Regions from separate parts of the Anser cygnoides genome. Here region 1 is linked to region 2. The links are chromatin contacts, called in public Hi-C maps. All regions are on one chromosome and are shown on one strand. Each heading gives the region's core, a stretch centred on a gene start, on an enhancer-like site or on the middle of the called end of the contact. The rest is flanking DNA. Distances are from core to core; before and after follow the strand shown. Region 1 holds the start of USP18 (ubiquitin specific peptidase 18). Region 2 overlaps MICAL3 (microtubule associated monooxygenase, calponin and LIM domain containing 3).

The links. A called contact is a pair of places that touch in the nucleus more often than the background predicts.
Region 1: a Hi-C map of liver shows a contact between it and region 2, with 2.1 times the contacts expected there. The contact joins the promoter of USP18 here to the enhancer-like site in region 2. A contact is called at or near these places in 2 of 7 Hi-C or Micro-C datasets (both in liver).

The regions. Positions count from the first base shown.
Region 1 is chr1:67,284,112-67,290,480 of Taihu_goose_T2T_genome, reverse strand. USP18 (ubiquitin specific peptidase 18) reads right to left here and starts at 1,811. Exons shown (of 12, transcript XM_048047318.2): 1 at 1,570-1,811; 2 at 20-61. The coding sequence starts at 1,650.
Region 2 is chr1:67,124,963-67,131,281 of Taihu_goose_T2T_genome, reverse strand. It overlaps MICAL3 (microtubule associated monooxygenase, calponin and LIM domain containing 3), which reads left to right. Exons shown (of 43, transcript XM_048081462.2): 26 at 3,686-3,881. Among named protein-coding and RNA genes, the nearest start is that of BID, 55 kb to the right of the region's middle. Within about 2 kb of position 2,966, at least 2 of the 3 cell types and tissues checked have open chromatin away from gene starts, as enhancers often do. A contact at or near this core is called in liver, where this site is marked.

The DNA.
Region 1 (6,369 bases), core at 562-3,061, 160 kb before region 2:
AACTCAAAGTGTCACATACCCAGATACACTGGATAACATCAAATTTGCTGAGAAGATTTATCTGGGAAAAAAAAGAAAAAAAAAATCAGGCATTCAAAGATAGATTCGAGAACATTGCTCTTTGTATTGAAAAGCAACAATTAGGATGGCTATGTGGGAAAAGTAAAACTGGATTTCAATTTCTTCTTCTGCAAAACACTCTGAACTCATGCTGCCTTTTCCCTGGGAAGCAATTTAACCAGGCATTCAGGTGTAGCTGGTGTAGTATCAGCAAAAGTAATACCCGCAGCCAGGGGGGACGCAGGAGGAGACAGAAAGGAGGGGAAATGGTCAGCAGAGGAGCTGAACAGCAGTGATGGTTGTGCTGGGGATGAGCAGAACTTGTAAAACACAGTTCTTGGTAGAATTAAGGGCAGGATGAACGAGCCAGCTCAGGGCTAAGAAGCTTTGGGTGATTTGAGAAATAGGTAGAAAGATAGTAGGGCAAGAAGGTGCAGGGGTCTACAGAGATGGCAGGATTTGAAGGATTTGGCTCTGCAGTTCAATGAAACTCTCCCCCAGGCACCCTGGCACCGCTAACAGGAACCCTGGGTTGGGAGCAGGGACGGGAACAGAACTTTCCAACCCTTACACAGAACCGCCTCGTTTCAGCTATAAAAAATACAGTATTGCTAAGATTTGCCATGACCTTCCTTTCCTGGCATAACTGTATAAAAAATCTGTTGCGTGGGCATGGGACTTGGGGAGCAAGCAAACCGATTTCTCCCCTCTCACTGGAAGAGCAGGGCCCCTTCTCAGTTTCCTTTGCAGACGAGGGGGATGGCTCAGTACCACTGCCCCAGCGCACGTGGCTTGGCCAAGCCAAGCGACCACGCTAACTACGGGCAGCAAAAAGGCGGCAGCGACGTCCGCCTTGCATCCTCCACCCCGTGATCAGTGAGCCCTCCTGCCCACCCTCTGCTCAGCCCAGCGTCCTCCATTTCGCTCTCGCTCCGCGCCAGGTCGCTGGCCTGAGGAGGGCCTCTCCGTCCCTGGTTGTCGGTCACTCTTTCCTAGCGTCGCCACTCCTTCCCCCTCACAGTTATCTCACAGGGCAGGCTGCCAAAGGCATGGACCTCAGCCCCGAGGAGACGGTGGCCCCCGGGTGCTCCCCAAAGAGTGGCTGTGGGGATGGGATGGATCCGAGCCCTTCACCTCCATGCTTCTCTTAGACACCACTGAAATAAGACTTTTCACTGTTCTGTTCAACTACGTGCTTGTCCAGCTCCCTTTTTAATATATTTTCATCCATTAAAGAATATTGGTTGAAACAGAAAAGAGAAACCATTCCGGCCACTACAAACGCCCATTACTCGCGCTCCCCTGACGGCATGCCCAATGCCCTAGCAGATTCACCAGCTCAAAAGTTATTTTCATCAGTTAAAAGAAATACAAATGACCAAGCTGACGCGGTAAGAGTTCAGAGTCACCAGAGCTCCGACTCGGTGCGTGCGGTCATTTAGCCGTCCACCCGCGGCTCGGGCTCCCCGACCCCGGCAAGCAGCCACAGAGCTCTCTCACACCTCCTACCTCGCGCGTTTGGAGCCTCGGCCGACCCTCAGCGACCCCCCGGAGCCGCGGGCGGACCCTGGGGGCCGGCACGGCGCACATCGCCCCGCTCACCTGCGGGCCGGCCGGGCCGAGGGAGGCGCTGCCGGTGCGGCTGCCGCGGCGGCGCTGCCTGAGGGAGACTGCGGGGAGGCGGCGGCGCCCCGCCGCCCTGCTCGCCGGCTGCGTCAGAGGGCAGCAGCGCCCACTGCGCCGCTTAGTTTTGATTTCCCGCTTCGCTCGGCCCAGGGACGGAAAGTGAAACTTCGCGGAGCCGATCGCTGCTCTCCCTTCTCGCCGCCAGGGGCGGCCCCGCGGCGGGCAGAGCCGTGAGATGGCGGCGGCTCGCCGACCCCGGACCCGTAGGAGAAGCGGGGCCGAGCTGCGCGGACACCGGGCTGGGACGAGACCCTGCCGACCCGGGGCCCCTCCGCTACCTCCCCATGCCAGGCTGAGCCTGCTTCGGTTGGGAAAGAGTGGGTTTCAATGGCACGGGGAGAAACTGAACTCTGTAGAAAGCAAGCTGTTCATCGTCTGTGGCTGCTCCTCAGGAGGTGTGTGCTGCCTGCACTTACAGCGTTCCTCACCTCACAAAACTTGGTGTTTGTTAGCACGGTGTTTGCTTCTTGTAGCAGCAAAAGCAACAGGAAAGCCAAACTCTTGTCAAGGCACAGAAGCAAGAAATAGCTTGTTTAAAATAACCCCAAGTAAGTCTTAGAGTAACTTACAGTAACTGTCTTAGAAACTTAACCCACCCTCCAACCTAAAAGCTTCAGGAATTTACTGCTTATGTGGGCTATGGTCCACAGTAGGATAGCTGAATGGCAGCACTGTGGTAAACAAAAATACCCCAGCAAACCCCTGTGCCACGCGATGTCTGGTTTCAACAAGGCCAAGGATGTCCGAACCAGCAGAAGTGCTTGGGTGGCTGCTCCTCTGGTGTGTGTCGGGATTCCTGGCCTTCCTCTTTCTGGCTGTCAGCAGGACAAACGGAGGGGCACAGCATGCCCTGGAAGGGGGCTTTGCTTGTTGGAGGATGGCCATCAGCCCAGCTTTGCTCCACATGAGGATGCAGGAGAGTTTAGAGCTGAGTGATGCTGCCCTGCAGAGCTCTGCTGACTGGAGAAATGGTACAGGTGAAGCAGGGGATACTGCTATGCATGTGAAATAGATGCAGTCTCTGGGACCCCAGAAGTGAGAGTCCCCTTGCGATTTGGCAGGGCATACCTGCCTACCCTTTATCCAGGAGCTCCAGCAGGCTGAGACAGCTGGACAGTCTTCAGAGAGGGCCAAACCCTCAACCATGCCTCTATCTCCGCCTGTAAGATTGGGTTGGCAATCCCCATTCCAATGAGGTAAAAGGTGTTGCTACCTTCCACAGGCTACAGGGAGCTCCTGAAGGCCTCTGTCTCCCTTTCTTTGCTTCCTAGAACCTCACTGGTGTCTTTGGTATGCCCCTTTACCCCTCAGGAAAGCCCCTTCTTTGAGCTACTAACAAACTGAATTTGCATGTGCTGTGCAAAAGCCTTCAGCTGTTGTTTTACTAATTTACTAAATTCAGTGGATGTTACAGAAGAAGAGAGAGACAAAGAAGGGAAGGAAGGAAGAAAAGAGAGAAAGGAAGGAAGGAAAGAAAGAAATGGTGAGGAAAACCATGGCTTAATGTAGCCCTGCCTTGCAGGCTTCTTCCTGTGTAATAAAATATTTCACAGTTAGAGCCAGCACAGCTGCTGAGGAGTCAGAGCTCCTCAGCTATGGCAGCACTGGCAGTAAAAAGCTTCCTGACCCGCCACACAGACATATATGGGTAGCTGTAGAGGCTGCAGGCAGAAGATTACAAATGACTCAGCATCTTTCTTGTGGCCCAGGTGGAGCCTGTTGGGAATGATTTAGTGGTGTTCACTTTCTATTCCTAGCTTGCGTGGAGTCTGCCTGATAGTAAGGAGGAAGAGAGAAAGAAATGTGAAGCTATAAATTGCCTAGAGACAGGTAAACCACCTAAGCAGATTGCAGATTGACGCCAGAGGTTCAATAGGAGCTAGGTCTGACAGATCTGCATAAACCAGTGAGGAAGTGTGCAGGTGACATGGCTTTTGGTAATGATTCCTGTGGGATCCTGGGTACTAGATTAAGAGGGCATATGTCTTGTTTAAGAATATTTTAAGGTTTGCCTGTGGAATCTGGTTGTGACACTCCACTTCCAAAATGGGTATTGGGCAGAAATCTGAGCCTGGAAGATACTTTGAAAAAAGCTGCTTGCTTCTGATAACTGCCACAGAACTTCTACAGTAGATAAAATAATCCATAAAATAGATAATCAGGATGTGATTTAAAAAGCACTCAGGGAGTTAGGAACTCCACCCCCATTGTTTCAGAACACATGAAGTACTCTGCACTGGATCAGTAACTTCAAGTTCTTCATTGCATCAATTTCAGTAGTTTTTCAAGGAAGAGGGCAAGCACTTCCTCTGCCATTTTTCTTTGTCACTTTTTTTTTTGTCTTTAACTGTGTTTCATGTGCAAAATTTCCTGTTTCTGGTTTTGGTCCCAATTCAGGAAAGAACTTTGAGGAAAGCCATTTAAGAATCTAAATACCATCAGTTTGGGTTATACTTAATCATATTGTTTCAATTTAAGTACGTAAGCAAGTATATCATGAATAGGGATATTCTTCTAAACAGAGGCATTTCTGGTACTCCGTAAGTACCTAGTTTATTTTAATGATTTAGATAATTAAATGCATGCAATGCATATAGCACGTACAAGTTTTATGTGACATACTGCAAACTGTAACTGCCAACAGAAATAGAAATCACAGAATATCCTGAGCTGGAAGGGATCAATCTCTACATGAGGAAGATCACAGAATCACAGAATAGTTAAGGTTGGGAGGGACCTCTGGAGGTCATCTGGTCCAAACCTCCAGCTCAAACAATGCCACCCAGAGCAGAGATCACTCTGGATGGCCGCACAACCCGCTGGCACATTGACCATTCCTCCCAGTCTTGTGTCATCTGCAAATTTGCTAAGGGTACACTTTGTGTACAGTTCTGTTCAACATTTTCATTAATGATTTGGATGATGCTGCCATCCAGAGAGACCTGCCTTGGCAGGCAGGAGAAATGGGCTAACAGAAGCTCATCGAGTCCCACAGGGAGAAGTGCAGAGCCCTGCCCCTGGGCAGGAACAGCCCCAGGCACCAGGACGTGCTGGGGGCTGCCCAGCTGGAAAGCAGCTTGGCAGAAAAGGGCCTGGGGGTCCTGGTGGGCACCAATTGGACGTGAGCCAGCAACGTGCCCTTGGGTAACACTAAGCTGGGCTGCATTAGGGCAGAGCATTGCCGGGAGGTCAGGGAGGTGATCCTTCTCTACTCGGTATTGGTGAGGCCACACAGGGAGTCCTCTGTCTGCTGCTGGGCTACCCAGCATGAGACACATGGAGATACTGGAGAGAGTCCCGTGAAAGGATAGTTAGGGACTAATGAAAGGCTGTGACAACTGGAACTATTTAACCTGGAGAACAAAAGGCTCAGGGAGGATCTTATCAATGTACATAAATACCTGAAGGGAGGGTGCAAAGAAGATGGAGCCAGGCTCTTTTCAGTGGTTTCCAGTGACAGGTCAAGAGGCAATAGATACACACTGAAACAGAAGGTTCCATCTGAATGTTAGGAAACTTTTTTATTGTGCTGGTGACAGAGCACTGGCACAGGTTGCCCAGAGAGGTTGTGGAGTCTCCCTCTTTGGAGATATTCAAAAGCCACCTGGACATGGTCCTGGTGACTGTGCTCTAGGTGTCCCTGCTTAAGCAGGGGATTTGGACCAGATGGCCTCCAGAGGTCCCTTCCAACCTCAACCATTGTGTGATTGTCTGGATCATTAATGAAGGTGTTAAACACAGCTGGACCCAGTATTGATGCCTAAGGTACACCACTAGTTACTGGCCTGCAACTTTGCATCTCTGATCCCCACCCTTTAGGCTTGGCTGTTCAAACAACTTACAACCCGCTTCACTGCTCATCCAGCCTGTACTTCAACAGCTTCTCTATGAGGATCTGACCAGAGACTGTCAAAAGCCTTACTGAAGTCTAAGTGGGCTATACTCACTGCTGTCCCCTAGTCTACCAGGCTAGTCATTTCATCATAGTTTATCAAGTTAGCCAGGCACGACTTGGTGAATCCATGCTGACTACTTCTGTTGGTTGTCTTGCTGTTTATGTGCCTGTAAATGGTGTCCAGGATTAGCTGCTCAAGGATCAAGGTGCCACTGACCAGCATGTAGTTCCCTGGATCCTCCTCCTTGCCTTTTTTGAAGATAGGAGTGACATTTGCTTTCTTCCAGTCTTTGGGCGCTTGCCATGATCGATCAAAGATTATCCAGAGTGGCCTTGCAATAACCTCTGCCTGCTCCCTCGCTTGTGGGTGCATTCCATCAGGACGCTATATCTAGATAAAAAGTTGCTGAGGGTTCTCCTAGTCAAGAAAGATTGTCATTGCCTAGGATGTGAATCCTATCAATACAAAATCTTTGATCACTACTTTGAGTGAACATTCAAATGTCTGTATTGCATACTCGCAGGTGGTCTGCTAAGTGAACATTGCCACAGATGGCAACATGGTCTGCCGGGTAAAGTAGAGAATGCCACTTGCAGAGGAAGAACCATTAAGGTAAATACTTAAATGTGTTATGACTCAATAGGGATAATGTAAAAAAAAAAAAAAAAGTAGTGTTTTTTTGTTTGTTTTAAAGAGGCAATTTTCTCATTTACAGAATTTCAGAGAC
Region 2 (6,319 bases), core at 1,717-4,216:
CCCTTACCAAGCTTACGGGATATCCTGGCTTGACCACATCCTTTTACCTTTAAGTTTAGGTAGATTTTTCATATTTTCAAATTTTTAACAGTTTTATTGATTCATTTGCCCAAACTTAACTGTTTATACTGTGGCAGAATTGGTTTGATTCTCTTTGTACATGTTATACTGATACAGGGTCTTCATGATTAGAAGGTTAATGATAACTTGTTTTTATTGAATAACATGCCTGAAAGATTATATATGCTGGTGAAATGCATATAAGCAGATGTCAGCTTGATTTTCAGTCCTTTTTTACCTTAGAGTTATTGCTACTGGTCTTTGTCCCCAGCCCAGGCAGTGAAACAAGCATCTCTTTTTTTTTTTTCTTTTTTTTTCCAATACTCCATTCATGTGATTTAATTATATGAACATGATATTATATATTTTACTTTTCCTTGAAAAGGCTGACCAAAAACAAACAAAACAGACACACACAAAAAAAAGCTTAAGATTGTTAAAAAAAACATAGGACTGAAATAATGTCAGGCAAAAAAAAAAAAAAAAGTCTAATTCTTCTCATTTTCATCCTTTTTTTCGGCTTGTGGACATTCCAGCTATGTTGGGGTATGCATCAGAAGAGAACAAGTTAAAAACAGTCTGTGAAAAGATATTTCTATGGAAATAGCTGAGCCTAGCTGAGTGCTGTGTTGTGTAGAAAGAGTTCCAAGTAGAAAAACTCTCGTTTTATGATGATTTGGTGAATTCTTTCTTTGTTTTCCTTCACCTTGATGTTCTTCCATTACCCAGAGTCCTTGGTTTTTCCAAGTCAGCCAGAACTGGCAGAACAATATTCCAGGTCAGCTCCCCTGTTACTGTGAACTCAGGGCTGGGGAATGTAACACAGATTACAAAAATAGATTTGGCTGAGGTGGTATCACCATCTAGAGAGAATGAAATGAAATGTGAATCCCAGCTGAGGAGGCAGTTCAGTTCCACTAAACTTTGAAAGGACTAATACAACATAAGGCTTAGCAGCAGGAAACGGTAGAGACCATTGTGTGCCTGGAAATGGAAGATAATGCTCCCTCCTTCCACCTGAGCAAGCTGCGGTTTGTACCATAAATAACCCCGGTAGTTACAGCCAGGGGCACAGCAGCCATTTGCCCACATCATAGAAAGGTTCAAGCAAGAGGGAAAAGCACTCCTGGCAGTTGTCTCCATGAGATTTTATCTTTCTTGAGAGGGATTGGAAATTAACATCACTAATTATGGCAAGGCCATAGTATTAGTGTGAGAGACTGAGATGTTACTGGGTGAATAATTGTCCTGAATAAGGGCTGTCACGGGAATAAACTGATAAACTACAAAGAACAGAGAAAGAAAACAGAAGTTGTCTTGGAGGTCAAAACATGTGAGGATAAAATAAATGTTGCCAAAGCTCGTGCTGGGTTCGAATTTGTATAGGAGAGGAAAACAAGCAGCTGTATTCTTTAAGTATGTAAGTAAAAGCAAGATGAGGAAAACCAGAAGTGGGTCCACAGAGGATGAGTCTGAGATTAAATGCAGTTTCAGGTACAGCCAGGAAAGCAAGTGGATATTTGGCCTCCAATTTCAGTTGGGAGGGTGGCATTGAATGTGGGAGCAAAAGATGTTAGTGTATACATAGCAAGGTTTGGAAATGGAAATTAACCCAATGAAGCTGGAAGCAAAATTTAAATATTACTATACTATATGTGTGGAAGTAAAATGAGACCAAATAATCTTTGTTTCAGAAAACTGTAAAAACTGTACAGTGAAATTGTGAGCTTTTTGGTAGCAATTTATGTTTAAATCAGGCTATCCTGATGCACCCTGACTATCAAATTCAGGGTAATGCTATGTGACTGCTGGGTGACAGAAGTATGATGTGCATATAAAAAATAAAAAAATAAAAGGATGAAAGGTGATCTGAACAAGTACAGATCTGTTAATCTAAACAATAGATAAAACACCTTCTTTGAGGGGAATAAATAAGGACTGCTAGTTCTGCAAGTGAAGTCTTTTGACCTCGTGAAGGTATGTGGCATAAAACGTGACATGGATTCACCAAAGACCGTGCCAGACTAGCCTGACAGCTGTTACTGATGAAGTAACTGATTACCTCCATGAGGGAAATGCAGTGCATCCAAAAATTGGACTTCAGTAAAGTACCTGAAAGCTGGCACATGGAAATAATTATTTAAGCTGGGTAAAATGTGGGGGTTATACATGAAGCGTCAAGTAGCTGAGGAGCTGGCGTAGATGAGAGTTTAGAGGTTTTATTCAAAACTGAATTAATGGAGTTGGGTAACACCCACAGACTATGGAGTTTCAAAAAATTGATCTGAGGACTGATCTTCGTATTGCTTTTGCTAAGGTTACTAGCCAAAAAGGAAAAATCTGCTAATGAAGTTCATTGCTGAGGCAACATTTCAAGCCCTCATCAATGCAGAGGAGGATAGGCATGTCATACACTAAGAGCTGCATAATGTTGTGGACTGTAGTATTAAAAATAGAAATGTAATAGTAGAAAGTACCAGGTCATGCACCAAGGAAGTGATTTGGCTACCAGCAAGGTGCTTATCAGTTGAAAGCAGAGAAGGAGAAAGATCTGAATATCAGTCAATAAACAAAAGCCACCAGTATTATGTGGCATATAAATAGGCAAATGTGTTCTCAGGGTGTACCAGATGAGAGATTTCTGGCAGGGCTGTATGTTACACTGATAAGACCTCATCTGGAAAGCTGTGTACAATTCTGATCACGCAGGTTCTGGAAAGATTAATCCAAACAGGGACAGGTGCAGAGACCTAGGGGGTGATCAGTGCACTGAAGAGCTTATCTCATGAGAGGAATGCTCGGTTTGTTTAGCGTAGCAAAACAGAAGCTAGGAAAGATTAGGCTCTGTAAATAGTAAGCTGTGTAAGGGTAAACAGTGGCTTGCTGTTTAAGCTAAAATACTAGAATTTTAAAAAGAGATAGATGAATGCAGGTTAGAATTTAATTAATTGAGTGCTACGGTGAATGAAGCTTCTGTATACTTTTCTCCAAATGTCTGATTCACATGCCCTTGCAATTCTCTGGGACTCATGATGTTCGTGCTTGCGAACATCTCATCTACTTTTTTCCCTGTGGTTCATTTCATCTCAAACTCTGATTAAAAAATAAATAAATTCAAATCCAAAAAAAGTTTGAAAACTCACTCCAAATGGGACTTTTTCATCCCCTCCCTCTCAGCATCTTTAAGTATTAGTGATGCTTGCTCTCTAACTATGTAGCTCACCTACCTGGCTTGACCAGTAACAGTTTTGACATCATGCAGCAGGCTTGCCCCCTGGCATTCCTACTTGGTCTCAGAGAATACATCCAGCCTGTGGCCAGGCCTTCCCCAGTATTTATGATGTAGGCTCCAGCGCAGTTAAAACATCCTTATTTCTTCTCTCATCGAGGACATTTAACATTCTTTCCAGCATCTGTTAGCCAAAAACACTAAGATTCCCTTTTGCAGTCTGGCTCCCCAACAGGTTCTGCCAGTAGTGGTGAACAGGATAATGGCATAAGGTATTCTCTTGCTTTATTTACCTCCCTCTGCCTCAAGCCCCATTTCTCCCAATTGCTCAATTTCCTTAAAAAATTACAGCCCTGACTGTTGCATTTATTGTTTATTCACTGACTTATTCTTTAGGTTCTAATGTAAATGGGCTGGAAGAGCCCAGCCTCGCTAAGCGGTTGCGTGGCACGCCTGAGCGAATTGAGCTGGAGAATTACCGACTGTCACTGCAGCGGGAAGAAGAACTGGAAGAGGTTCCTGAAGAGACGCTAGCAGAGCATAACCTGAGCAGTGTGCTGGACAAAGGAACAGAAGAGGATGTGCCCAGCAGGTTAGTACACAGTGACCATAAGCTTTCTTATAACCGTCCCAACATACTCTTGCCTATTGTTCCCTTAGCTTCTTTTGTTTTTGTTTTTCACATATTGTTTGCCAGGTTGCTCTTCCTAAAGTTCTTTGAAAGTATTTCATGTATGTACACAAATATTTTACGTTGTAGTTTCTGTTCTTCTAAATAATTTACTACCATTCTTAGAAGATAACTATAGTACCATAATGCCATGGATAACTATAGTACCATAATACTTCAGTCCTAAGTAGTTCAGTCCTAAGTTGGAAAGAAATTTTAAATTTTATTTATTTATTTATTTTGAAAATTATATTAAAGACAAATGAGTCTTTTGAGCAAGCAGAACACAGGTTCAAATGGGAGTGGGTTCCAAAGTTAACTTTTCTTGTCTATTTTGCATCACAATTTAATAACATTTTTAGTTCAAAGACTCAAGCTTGACACACTGAGCATTGTAATCCTGACTGACTGCTGATGCAAAGCCTAACAGACCGTAGTTTGAAGCAGTACTTTTGCCTGTTGAAAAGTATATTGCACCTTTACAAATTTTCCTTTATCTACGAAGGGATGTGTAAAAACATTAGGATCCAAGTATTTGCAAATAGAGCTGATGGAAATAGGTGCTGCAAGAATCAGTGAGAAAGAATATTTGATGAAGAATGCTTCTGAACTTTATAATTAATCTCATACTTTTGAATTCTTAGTCTCTTAATAATGGTTTCTAATCATCTACTTTTCTTTGTAGCAATAACAACCCTTATCCTTTCAGCTTTCAGTCTGCCCAGTAGTCTTCTTGAAGTAAACTCAGATAAGCCTGTAACAGCATTAGAGCCTACAAACATATTCAGTGTATGCATTACCTACAGGAATAGGGCTGTATAAGAAATTCTTTACATTTATGCATGTGAAATTGAACTGAATTGAATTAGTGTAGTGAAGAATGCTGCTATGTTCATTAAAATGTTTACAGGATTTAGGTTGAACAGAATCTGTCATTTATATATCTTTTAAGGTAAATTTGAAGGGGCAGCATCTGAAGACTAACTACTAATAGCCTGAACTCTGACACTCTTGACAGCATGTAGATTTGGATGCATGAAGATGTAGCTCAGTGGGACCTTCTGGGCCTGGGAACTGCTAATAACTTGTACAGCAGTTTTCTCCAAAACTTAAATAATACTCTTCGGTTAATTTCTTAACATAGCAATTTCTTTAGAATATGCTATTTTGACATAGTTTACACAATTGGGAACTGGAAGTGTCTGGTTGAATAATCATGGGACTATTTAATGGGAAATGCAAACTCTGCTTGCCTTACTCATCCCTCCTTTAGCTCCCAGCTCAGGCCTAGGACTTAAATCAGTTGTGACAGTTTAGGCATTAATAATATTGTGAGGTTCATGGTCCTTTATGTTTATAGCTCTAAACCAAAATTCACTAGTATGATGCCCTATTATTACTGGTCATGATTTCAGTAAATCAAAACGCTGTAGGCCTGGTCAGTGAATGGCAGAAAATTTCCAAAGGAGAAGAGAGAGTTAAAAAAGTGGAACTTTGGTATTTTCGGATACGAAGCTCTTGGTCATTTCCAAGAGTTGTTTTGTAGAACTGTGGAAAGAATACCTACACCATTAGGTTCAGTAGCTTAATTTCCTCACATAAGCTGCTATCTTTAGCTGTCTTTGTATATGTTCACCTTCATAACTTGAATTGAACTAGGTATTTCTGTCTGTAATAGACTGAATTATTAGATTTTGCTTGTGCAAAGCAGTGTTTAGTGGGCAATTCACACTCTATTATAGAAAGGAAGGAGAAAAGTTACTAAATTGCCTGTCAGTTTGACTTGGAAAAAAATCTGTCCCAAATCCAAACACAGCAAGCAATTTACTTACAGCATTGATAAAGCTGTGTGGGCAAACATCAAAGAGAGAATTTTCTAGATGATATAGTTATCTGTTATCTTCTGTTCAGCTGTATCCAGTCCTTGATATTTCACAGAAAGACCAGAAAACAAAGGGAAAAAGTCTCACCACTTTTTCAGCAACAAAAGAAAAAAAAAATCCCTGTAACAAGCCAACCAAAGCCCTGATTTGATCATCTTCACTGTCTTGGTGCAGAACTGCAGGGTTAGGAGCAGGCTGAGGAAATGCAGGACTTTTTGTTCCCTCCGTGTCTTATGGAGCAATGGATTGGGCTTCAAGGTTCACCTAGGTATGAACTCCAAATCAGACTCTGCATTGGGTACCCAGCTTCCCTACACACATACATGCATGTACACATGGGCGTACACATTGCAGAGAAATTTTACGGAAAGTAGTATTCAAAGGATATCTTTTCAAAAGAGAATTAATCTTGCTTAGGCATCAACTCCTCAAGAGGAAAAATAGTTTAAGCAACCAAACTCTGACTACACAGCATTT